2 separate regions of the Mus musculus genome follow, and region 1 is linked to region 2. The links are chromatin contacts, called in public promoter capture Hi-C maps. All regions are on one chromosome and are shown on one strand. Each heading gives the region's core, a stretch centred on a gene start, on an enhancer-like site or on the middle of the called end of the contact. The rest is flanking DNA. Distances are from core to core; before and after follow the strand shown.

Region 1 (5,105 bases), core at 2,362-4,861, 780 kb before region 2:
GAAGCTGGGCTTGGTGCTTTTCAAGACACCCTGCTCAACATCTGGACATACCCCCAAGGAAAGCTTTTCACACAATGGTTTTAAATAAAGGTTAATCTTTCCTCAATACTGGTACTTGAGCCAGAGGAGGGTTTTGCCATTTCTGAAGGTCTGAGGCATAGCTGTATTCCTGCCAACAACACACGTTCACTCAGGATTCAATCTGCTCCTCGTAGCATATTGTATGCTTCTCTCAATCAGCATTCTGGAGACGGCAAAGCATGTGATGGTAGAGATCACTGGTCATCCTGAGCTCTGGATCTGGGAAAAGGAAGCCTTAAGTGAGTAGTTGCCAAGATCAGATTAACGTGGCCAGTGTGACCAATAACTGTGAGAAGTTGCTTGATTGATGACTGGTGTAGGAGGGCCACATCTCTAGGTGGTGGTGATGGGGGAGCAGTGTCTGGGATGTATATGAAAGCCAACTGAAATGATCCAGAGAGCCAACAAAAAAGCAACTTTCTTCCATGTTTTCTGACGGGTCCCTGGCTTGCTTGCATGTCGTGACTTCCCTCAGTGATGGACTATGATCCCTTTCCCCTCGCCTACCTTAAGTCGCTTTTCTTCAGAATGTTTTATCAGAACAACAGGAAAGCAAACTAAGAGAGGACAGAGGATCATGAATTAGAAGCTAGCCTGGAATACATATAAAATTCTGTCTCAAACGAAGAAATAGAAGGATGAGGAGGGAGAAGAAGCAAGAGCAAAAAAAAAAACCAATGAAGAAGAATACATAAACAAAGGAAGGATGTTTCCAGGGATGAGAAAATTAGTGGCGGTGGAGGGGCAACATGAGAGGCCTCTCCTCCATGCTTCCCCAGCAGCTCTTTCTGTCCTTTGATGATGTCTGTCTGACCAGTTACAATGTTAGAGAACTGTATCCAACTCTACTGTATCAAAAGGCTGACTCTCCAGCTGCATAGTCAAGTGGCCAAAGTGCAACTTTGTAAAGAGAGTAAGAGTTGCCATTTATGCTGTGATAAGGAACCAGGAGTTAATGACAAAATGCTGTGGCTGAGTGTTCCTAAGATAGCTGTGTCCCAGAATATGTGACATAATACTTGTTAATAGCAACAGGCACCATGCTGCTGGTTCGTGTAGTTATGTGTTTATGTTTTTTCATTATCAATAGTATATGCTTTCTTATTTAAAAAAAAAGGTCACTGTAACACTGTAACACTGTAACACAGGCCTGTTACTCTGCCACTATCCACTCCATCTTCCAACTGCATCACCTTCTCTGAGTTTGAATTTAATATTACTTGGTTCATCATGAACAATATACTAATCTCTCTCTCTCTCTCTCTCTCTCTCTCTCTCTCTCTCTCTCTCTCTCTCTGTGTGTGTGTGTGTGTGTGTGTGTGTGTGTGTATACCAGATTCCCTAAGTGTATGGTAGATAACACTATCTAGATTTGTGTAACCCATTCTGATGTTTGCATGATAGATTTCTCAGAAAAAAAAATCCCCATAGTTAAATGACACATGACTTTATGTCAAGTATAGTGATAGGTTCCTGGACACAGAATATCTAATTTTATTTCACTTATCTGTGTTCTCTTTTAATCTTTAAAATTATTACATTTATTTATTTATTTATTTATTTATTTAATCGTGTGTGCATGTGAGCTCAGTGAATAACATGTGGGTCCTAGGGATGAAACTTAAGTCATTTGACTTGGCAGCAAGTTTCTTGACTGGCTGAATGATTTTGCCCACCTTCTTCTGTGCCTCCTGGAGGTAAAGGGGATGAGCCTCCCCTTCAAGCCCTCAACTGCCTTCAGAGTCTCAAGGGCTGGGCCACACACATCTCACATTGCAGGAAGTTCAGTTGAGCACAGTGCAAACAAGCCGTCACTCTTCCTTGGAGACCAGCCTTTAGCCACCCTCTGCATCTGGGGACAGCTGGGGCTCTAACATCAGGGTTGATTCATTTCCCACATGGATAGTTCTTGTCTCAGAAAAGACCAACTCAAGTGCATAGGGCTAAGGCATTTGAGCAACCAGTGTTGCTTTGTGAGATTCACGTAGAGCTGGTTTGACTGGCGTGTTCCTTGAAGCTGTAGCTTCCAGATGCCTTCTGGAAGCTTCTAGAAACATAAGCATCTGAATTCAATCCTTGCCCATTTCCCATGGGTGGTAAACTGTAGAGACCTGTAAGCAACTTGCTCACCCAGAGATAAGAGCACCTAGCAGTTTCCATTGGCTCTGGAACAGCAAACTTGATGAAGGCTCTGGGCATGGACCCTAGACCATGGAACATCTGGGTTACCTCAGAGAAAAGTCAGCCTTCTTGGAAATAGTTTGCCCCTGATTTCATGAGTCCTTGGAGCTCAGGAGCTCTGTAGGTACAGGTGTCTTGGGATAGTATGCAAAAGCATGCCTGCTCATTTGAAGGATGTGAGGCTGGGTACATTGTTCAATTGGTGGAGTGCTTGTTTAATATGCATGAAGCCCTAAGTTCAGAAACCATAATCACATAAACTGAATGTAGCAGTGGATGTCTGTAATTCCAGCCTTTAGGAGGATCAAGAGTTCAAAGCTGTCTTTGAATAAACAGCACTTTTGAGGCCAGCTCATGACACTGGAGACCCTGTCTCGAAAAGGAAAAAGAAAACAAACAAGTACAAAGTAAGCCCCATGTGTCTCAGGGACATTTCAGAGATGGAGGGCATGAACAGGCCCTGGGGTTCAGCCTCCACCTCCCACTGGGGAAAAATACTGGAAACCAAATAGATCTATTTAAGTGTTACAATGAACTCACAAACCAAGTATTTTGCCATCAAGATTTACACAGGAATCAAAGACAGCTGGAGATAGACAGGGCATAAACTATTTTTAAATATCACACCAGGAAAAATGAGATGCAACTGATAAGAGAAGGAAGTCACAGGAAGGAAGTGGGTTCCTCTAAGGGTGCTGCAGATGATATTTTTCAGTGCCCTTCTGCAAACAGATGCAGTTCCATCATATAATGGAAATCTTTTCTCTCTCCCAGAATAAACAGCTCCATGTTCAAAAACATGCCACATTCCGACCACAGTGCTTTACCAGCCTCGTGGGTATTCTAAACAACGGACACTAAGTTCCGTTTTACAGTACAGAAAATAAGGTGGCGATTTCTCAGCTGGATCCAAACTGTGATTTGTGCTTTGCCTGGGACAGAAGCTGTGGAGTGATTGCAAGCAAATGCTTTCCTCTAAGTCACCTTTCTGTGACTTTTAGGAGTCGCTAGAGGTATCCATGATTGCAACTCAGAAGGAAGGCATCCTTTGTTGTTGTTGTTTTATTAGGACCCCAAATTTAGATTAACAAGCTTCTGACCCAGGTGTCCAGTGAGCTAGTGGCGGTATCTCTGTAAGTTGTAGTATCCACTCCTTCACTCAATGAAAGCCATACTTGACTGGCGCCACCTGTAATACTTTCACCAGGAAAAGACATTTTACTAATTCTTAAAGACTTGTCGCAGTATGTGTGTGTTGGGGTGGGGAGCCGCGCGCGTGGGGTTGGGGGTGGGGAATCAAGCTTTTTAAAACGTTTGCCTGTGACCCTGGCGGTGTAAGGCAGGTGTTCGGAGAAACGGCCTAATTAAACACTGCTGTGCCGCTCTGCTGCGTTTCGGACTACCCTGCTCTGGTAGGGACTTCGTGCTTTTTGTCACAGGCAGCGGCTTGATGCTGTCTACTGGAACCTGCAACGATCCAGGACCTTACAGGCCCGGAGCACAGAGGCCCAGAGCAGTCCTGGTGTGTCCCTCCCAGCCAAGAGACACACTGCAGGGCTGTCGCGGGCGAGGCACAGACCAACGCGACTAGAAATCAGGCTGACTGGCTTCTCCCGGCCAGCCCCACGGCACGGCATGATGTCATGGGAGCTGCCACTCAGCGAGATGAAAGGGATGCGGCGCAGCAGCGCTGGCACTAGGCAGCCCAGCTGGGGCACCGCGAGAGAGAGCTGCAGATCCAGCCGCTCAGCCCAGGCTGGGGAAGCCTGCTCTCCAGAGCTGGGGCAGAACAACGTGGCCCACGTTTAACAAAAGAACCAGACGGTAGCGAACTTTCTAGATCTGCGCGCGTAGCGAGTAAACTCAGCCTTGCCTTTGATGCGCAGCAACTGATCGGCGATCAGATTACAGGCACTCCATCTCCTAGTTCGCCTGCCTTTGATCTGCGCGGGTAATCCATTTTCCTGGATTTGAAGTTTGTCTGGGCTTGCGCCCACACACATTTTTGGGAAGGTAAAAGCGTTTGGCGCGGAAGTGCTACCAAGCTGCGGAAAGCGTGAGTCTGGAGCACAGCACTGGCGAGTAGCAGGTAGGCGTTCGTGTGTGGTTGGAACTTTCACTGCGTTTTCCTCGCATGTTCAAAGGGGGAAAAATGGCTATCAGCTCCCAGCAAGCATGCCTGAAGCCAAGTCCAGCACCAGGCTGCGTGCACGTGAAACTGAATTTGATTCTTGATGCAATTGTTTCGCGGTTTGCACAAGAGTTTGATATCTGTCATGCAAATCTTACTTGGAAGTGAGTAGTTCCAACAGGACAAAAACAGAGCCTCGCTAATGTTTGTTGCCAGCAGGGTTTCAGACGCTGGAAGCTGGGCTGGAAAACCTCCTCTTACTTTATTTAGAAACGGTGGGATTCTGTTAACACCCCCTCACTCCCACCCCACCTTCCTTTCTCTTCCCCTATCTCCCCCCACCCTACGGAGCAAAACTCCTCTCTAGCAATCCTAGCAATATTACTACTTTATTCTCCGGCCTCCGGGAGATGTGAATCTATCGCACATGTGTCCTTGCCATTCGCATTCCCAAGGGAATCTCTGCAAAGGCATTTAGGACTGAAGCCTTTCAAGTGTAAAGCGGAGGAACTCGGAAACAGGGAGCGCCAAGCTGCGTTAGGTTTGGCTAAAAATACCCAAGCCAGGCTCTGTAACCTCTGAAAATAGGAGAAGCTTTGTTTACAGAAACACTCCCGAGGTTAATATTCTTAAATTAACATTTACTCTAAATATATAGTGACAGCTGTTGTGAGTTACAATTTGCCAACTGTTTACCAAAACTATCTGGCAA
Region 2 (5,613 bases), core at 1,203-3,702:
AGACTCTTTGAGAAGTTGGTTCCCTCCTTCCCCCGCGTGGGTTCTGGAGAACCAGCTCCGATCGTCAGGCTTGGCATCAGGTCCCTTTACCAACACTGAGCCATCCTGAGAGCCCTACAAACAATTCTGATTATACCAATTAAACTACACAGAGTTTAAAACTTTTTTTTTTCTTTTGTTTTTTCATGACAGGGTTTCTCTGTGTAGCCCTGGCTGTCCTGGAACTCACTTTGTAGACCAGGCTGGCCTCGAACTCAGAAATCTGCCTGCCTCTGCCTCCCGAGTTCTGGGATTAAAGGCGTGCGCCACCACGCCTAGCCTAAAACATATTTTTATGCAATTAAATATGTTTGGGAGAAGAGTATACATAATAAAAACAAAAACTTGGTTATGTTCAAAGCAATTCTGTAAGACTACACTTTTTCCAAACCATAATTTAAGGAAACAGTAGAGTCTATATAACAATTATCAGACTACAGTGTGAGGTTCATGATGCTCTTGTGTGGGATGCCAGTGTCAGTCAAGTGTGTACATGCTAGTTCCCAGCAAACCTCGGTTCCACTATAGTCTATATACACCCACTTAAGACTTCTCTAGAGAAACGCCTCCTTGCCACAACAGTGACACAAAATAACAAAGGCAGTCCCTTAAGAAGCAACTTCAGTTGGAAACCAACTGGAAATCTCTTAACCATTAAAAAAAGACATAAAAGGTCAGATCTAAAAGGTGAGCAAAAAGCAGCCTTACCTAACAGCAGCATGGGCCTACCAGGAAGACAGTAAGGTTTAATCAGGAACAACCTTCAAGATCATAAAAATGACAGCTATACACCCCAAAGGCCAGATCGGTTCTTCATAAACTGACGGAGGTCATTTTGTAACTAATGAAGGGAATCATCTAGATTTTCCCACCAGTGCTCACTTAGTGATCAGGGTGTTTTTAGTTCACTGGATTCTGTTTGCTTTCACTGATGTGTGTGTGTGTGTGTGTGTGTGTGTGAGAGAGAGAGAGAGAGAGAGAGAGAGAGAGATTCTCAGCAGCAAACAAGCAATGAGGTTCAGAGTAGAAGGCAGTTTCTGAGCCGACAGCTGTTAGGGCCCTGTGACAGGGACAAGAAGGGCTCCCATGCTCACTCTCATTCTCTTCCCTGCCTTAGCACCCTCTGCTGTACATCGAATCATCCTCCCATTTTCAAATTTTAAATGTCAGCAACTTAAACGTTCCTTCTCTTTAAATAAATAAATAAAATCTGCCAAGCAGTGGTGGTGCACACCTTTAATCCCTGCACTTGGAATCAAAGGAGGATAGCTCTCTGTAAATTCAAGGCCAGCCTAGTCTACAGTGCAAGTTCCAGGACAGCCAGAGCTACACAGAGAAACCTTGTCTCAAAAAAACCAAAATTTTGGAAGAGGAGCACCTCCACATTTCCTACAAATAGTATAGGCAAACTCCAAAATAAATCCTAACAAAAATTCATGTTATGTTATCCATAACATCAAGGACTGTGAAGCGTTTTAAAGAATAATGAAGAAAAAAATGCAGTTTATTCCCAAATGACCTGTAACTTTAAGACCTTTAGGACAGACAGTAAGTGACAGTTAAGGCTCTGGCAAAGCCCAGAGAGGTGTTTTTCCTCATCTTAAAAGGTCATTCACGCCCTTTGATCTCCATTTCTGTTTTGGCCCTTTCTGAGGCTGAAGTTTGGCCATTCTCTGAATTCTTCTCACACAGAAAAATTAAGCACGGACTTGACAAACAAGCTCAGTTATAGGAAAGTTCCATGGACCTTTTACAATATGACACAGCCTTTCTTTCCCCTTCTGCATAACTGCTGTCAAGTTGGCTCCCTACACTTAAGACAATGCCTAAAGTTGGAAGCACAGAAGTATCAACTCTAAGTGTCTGGAGAACTAGAAAAGTGAGTGGCCTCGGATGCGCTAATATTTGCACCGCGGAAAAGAGCGGGCGGGGCACTTAAACCAGAGCAAGACTGGTTCAAGAACAGCACAGCACTGATGGATAACTGGACCCACCAGCCTGGGGGCGAGCCAGGCGGCGATCGGCCGAAATCCCCCAAAGTAAAAAGCAGCCCCAGTCTTGTCCAAAAGAGCAAAGCTCGCTGGGCGGCCACCGTTTGCCGACTCCCCAAGCACCTCCTGCCAAGGCGCCTGCGCTGTCCACACGGCCTCCGCACCCCCAAACTGCCGGCCCTCAACGGAGGCCCCGCACCCCCAAACTGCCCGTCCGCCTCTGCCCAATGGACCCCGGCAGCTGCGAGGATCTCCCGCCGACTACCTTGGTTGTCCGGATGTGCTCCATCCCGGGGCGACGCCCGCAGGCAGCTGGCCTCAGGAGAGCACCATCGGGAGAGAAACGGGGCGGTGACAGCCACCCGCAGGAACTCCCTCAACCCGGCAGCGTCAGCCACCCCCGCCGCCGGTGGCACTGCGCAGGCGTCATCTGAGAGCTCTGTCGCCTAGAAACACTTCCGCAAATCTTAGCTTCAGAGGGGATCCTGACAGCCGGCTGAGTGTCGCCCATAGAGAGCGTATGCTAGCTGGGCCACATGCATGGCCTGTTGTACAGCGCCCTCTCTGATGGAGGACTGGTATTGCCCCGGCCAACCAAGCTAACCCACATGTTCAGCTAGACAAGGATCAGCAAGAGGGACTAGAAGCTTTTTCTAGGTTTAAAGATATTCCTTTTCCTGACCAAAAGGAATTTTCCAGTGAGTGCGAGACTGGATACCTCTAAATTCCAGGTTAAATTACATTTAGAAACTCATGGAGCACTGGGCTCCTGTAATGAACTATTAAATTCTATTATGATTATCAGTATTAAGTTTGAGTACATTTTGTATGGTCTTTGTTACCAAGGGGCAGGATATTACTCTTACAGGCTTATAGATAAGGCTGCACTTTAATTTAAGATGCTACATGAATGTCTTTTTTTAATTTGAAAGATATTGCTCAGGGTTGGAAAGATGGCTTATCTGTTAAGTTCTTTTTGTTTAAGTTTTTTTTTTTTGTTGTTTTTTTTTTTTTTTTTTTTTTTTGTATGTGAGTACACTGTAGCTGTACAGATGGTTGTGAGCCTTTATGTGGTTGTTGGGAATTGAATTTAGGGACCTCTGCTCGCTCTGGCCCAAAGATTTAATTATTGTTATAAATAAGTACACTGCAGTTGTCTTCAGACACATCAGAAGAAGACATCAGATCTCATTATGGATGGTTGTGAGCCACCATGTGGTTGCTGGGATTTGAACTCAAGTCCTTTGGAAGAGTGGTCAGTGCTGTTACACACTAAGCCATTTCAACAGCCCATCTGTTAAATTCTTATTAGAAACTTTTCTGATCTTTGTCTTTTGTAAATAAACAAAAATGGCTGGGATGGGCAGTTTGCCTTCCTAACGGGTAGCTGGTGTGCTCTCTCCTTGCTTCTCTGGCTGCCTCCTGCAAAAGACCTTTCAATTAAACCAACACTTTTAAACTGTTCATGGCAACCCTGGGGACCAGGAGCTGACCAAAACTTGATTAAAAACGCAGCCTATCTCTGGCTTTGCTTCTGGAATAAGCTTTGGGTCTCAAATCTCTACAACTGTACTTTGCTGTGTTCATGACAGTAACTGCCTCAGATCAGATTTCATCTACTATGTGTTATGAATTGTGGTGTCTTTACAGTTTGTACAAACATTGCTACTCTTATAGAAAGAGCAGTTTGATTACAGAAAGCAAAACTTTTCATATTTTCCTATTATTCCTTAGTATATATCAAATTAGTGTATCTTTGAATTGAGCTGTATCAGAAAAACATATCTATCTCTGTTCTACTCATAATTAAGTAGTAAAGATGTATGTGTACAAAAGAATTGTTTGTAAAAATAAATTTACCTTGTATGCTGGGGCATGACTTTAATCCCAGCACTTCAGAGACAGAGGCAAGTTGTTGCCTGTAAATTTCAGAGCATGCTGTTCCACATAGTGAGACTGTAACAAAAACAAACAAGCAAAATATTATCAGCAAATGTTTGATTTGTACACCTATTGTAAGTACCTATATAACCAAAGATAAATAAAAGTTTTTCTGCTGAAAAGGGTTCACGATTTAAAAATGTTTAAAAGATTTCCAAACAGGCCACCCTTAAGCTCTATCAATCAACTTTATTTGGTTTTGGTTAGTCTTCATTTCCTCCATAAGCAAGTCTTTTTTTTTAAACATATTTTTATTAGATATTTTCTTGATTTGCATTTCAAATGTTATCCTCTTTCCTGGTTTTCCCTCTGAAAATCCCCTATCCCCTCTTCCCTCCCCCTGCTCACCAACCCACCCACTCCTGCTTCCTGGCCCTGGCATTCCCTACCCTGGAGCATAGAGCCTTCACAGGACCATGGGCTCTCCTCCCATTGATAACCAACTAGGCCATCTCTGCTACATGTGCAGCTGGAGCCATGAGTCCCACCATGTGTACTCTTTAGTTGGTGGTTTAGTCCCTGGGAGCTTTGGGGGGATACTGGTTGGTTCATATTGTTGTTCCCCCTATGGGGCTGCAAACCCTTTTGGCACCTTGGGTCCTTTCTCTAGCTCCTTCATTGAGCAATTCTTTTAATAATTTGAGATCTTTCACAAAAACATATTTTTAAAAGGAGAACTTAAGTTAATGTTTGTCAGAAATGCAGTAACTATCAGTAAGAATCTGGCCAAATAACGAGATCTGATTAGGAAGCGGGAGCCAAGTTATAGTGAGCTATCTTTAGCCCCCCAAATAGTCACCAACTTATTGTCCATTTTTGCGTGTGACCTAACACCCTTATGACTGTTGTATTTATCCTTTTAGAATGTACAAAAAAGATCCCTAGCTTCCACCAACCCAAAGGCTAATACTGTTGTCAGAGAGCATCTGAGACCAAAGCAGAGACTGGTCTGCCTTGCTGTAATCTGCCTTCTGGATGTTTCCACTGATATAGCTGCAAAATGGCTTGACATATAACATTCTTTGTTCTATTAGTATAAAAGTTTCATACATTTCCTAACATGTTATAGCATGGTATTTGAGGTAACCTGGGTATGTGTCCCTTGAACATGTGTAGCCTCCCTTAAGCCTGAAGCAGGCTGAGTCAGAACTTGACCTTGCTGCCACTAAGGAGATTATCTAGAGTGGAGCTTTCCTCCTGCCTGTTTCCAACTACGGCCATCTGCCTGTTCATTGATTTACACCCTTTCATTTCTCTCACCTAAAAAGCAGCTTCTGAAAGCTGCGGCCGACTGCCTGCTGCATTCCTAGATTCTGATATCACTGCTGAACCTAAGCGAATCCAGCGCACGGGTCAGCACGCTGTTCCAGCTTAGTACCACACCCTTAGCAACCTTTTACCCGTTGCTTCGTGCCCCGGTACAAATTTTCTTTAATTCTTTTATTCTTCCATGGAGCTCTAAACCAGCAGTGTTTCTTCCAGTATCTTCTGCCTTTCCCAGGCCCCGCGTGGGATGCCAAATTGTTGCGAGCCGGCTAGCGGCTCACATGTCCGGGTTCAAGCCTGGGAGGCAACCTGGAGCTGAAAGAAAAGAGGGAGCTTAGGTGGGTTGAGAAATAATAGAACCAAGACAACTAGTCTG

Evidence for each region. Promoter capture Hi-C pulls out the DNA fragments that hold promoters and counts their contacts.
Region 1: a promoter capture Hi-C map of embryonic stem cells shows a contact between it and region 2, with 2.6 times the contacts expected there. The contact joins the promoter of Tnfrsf19 here to the promoter of Mtmr6 in region 2. A contact is called at or near these places in 5 of 39 promoter capture datasets (the C10 cell line, embryonic stem cells, hippocampal neurons and 1 more).

The regions. Positions count from the first base shown.
Region 1 is chr14:61,045,361-61,050,465 of GRCm38.p6, reverse strand. It overlaps Tnfrsf19 (tumor necrosis factor receptor superfamily, member 19), which reads left to right and starts at 3,611. Exons shown (of 10, transcript NM_013869.5): 1 at 3,611-4,351. Gm41167 (a long non-coding RNA gene) reads right to left here. Exons shown (of 3, transcript XR_874677.2): 3 at 1-300.
Region 2 is chr14:60,262,044-60,267,656 of GRCm38.p6, reverse strand. It overlaps Mtmr6 (myotubularin related protein 6), which reads right to left and starts at 2,452. Exons shown (of 14, transcript NM_144843.4): 1 at 2,296-2,452. The coding sequence starts at 2,319. Gm38641 (a long non-coding RNA gene) reads right to left here. Exons shown (of 3, transcript XR_874661.1): 2 at 5,232-5,552; 3 at 3,750-3,986.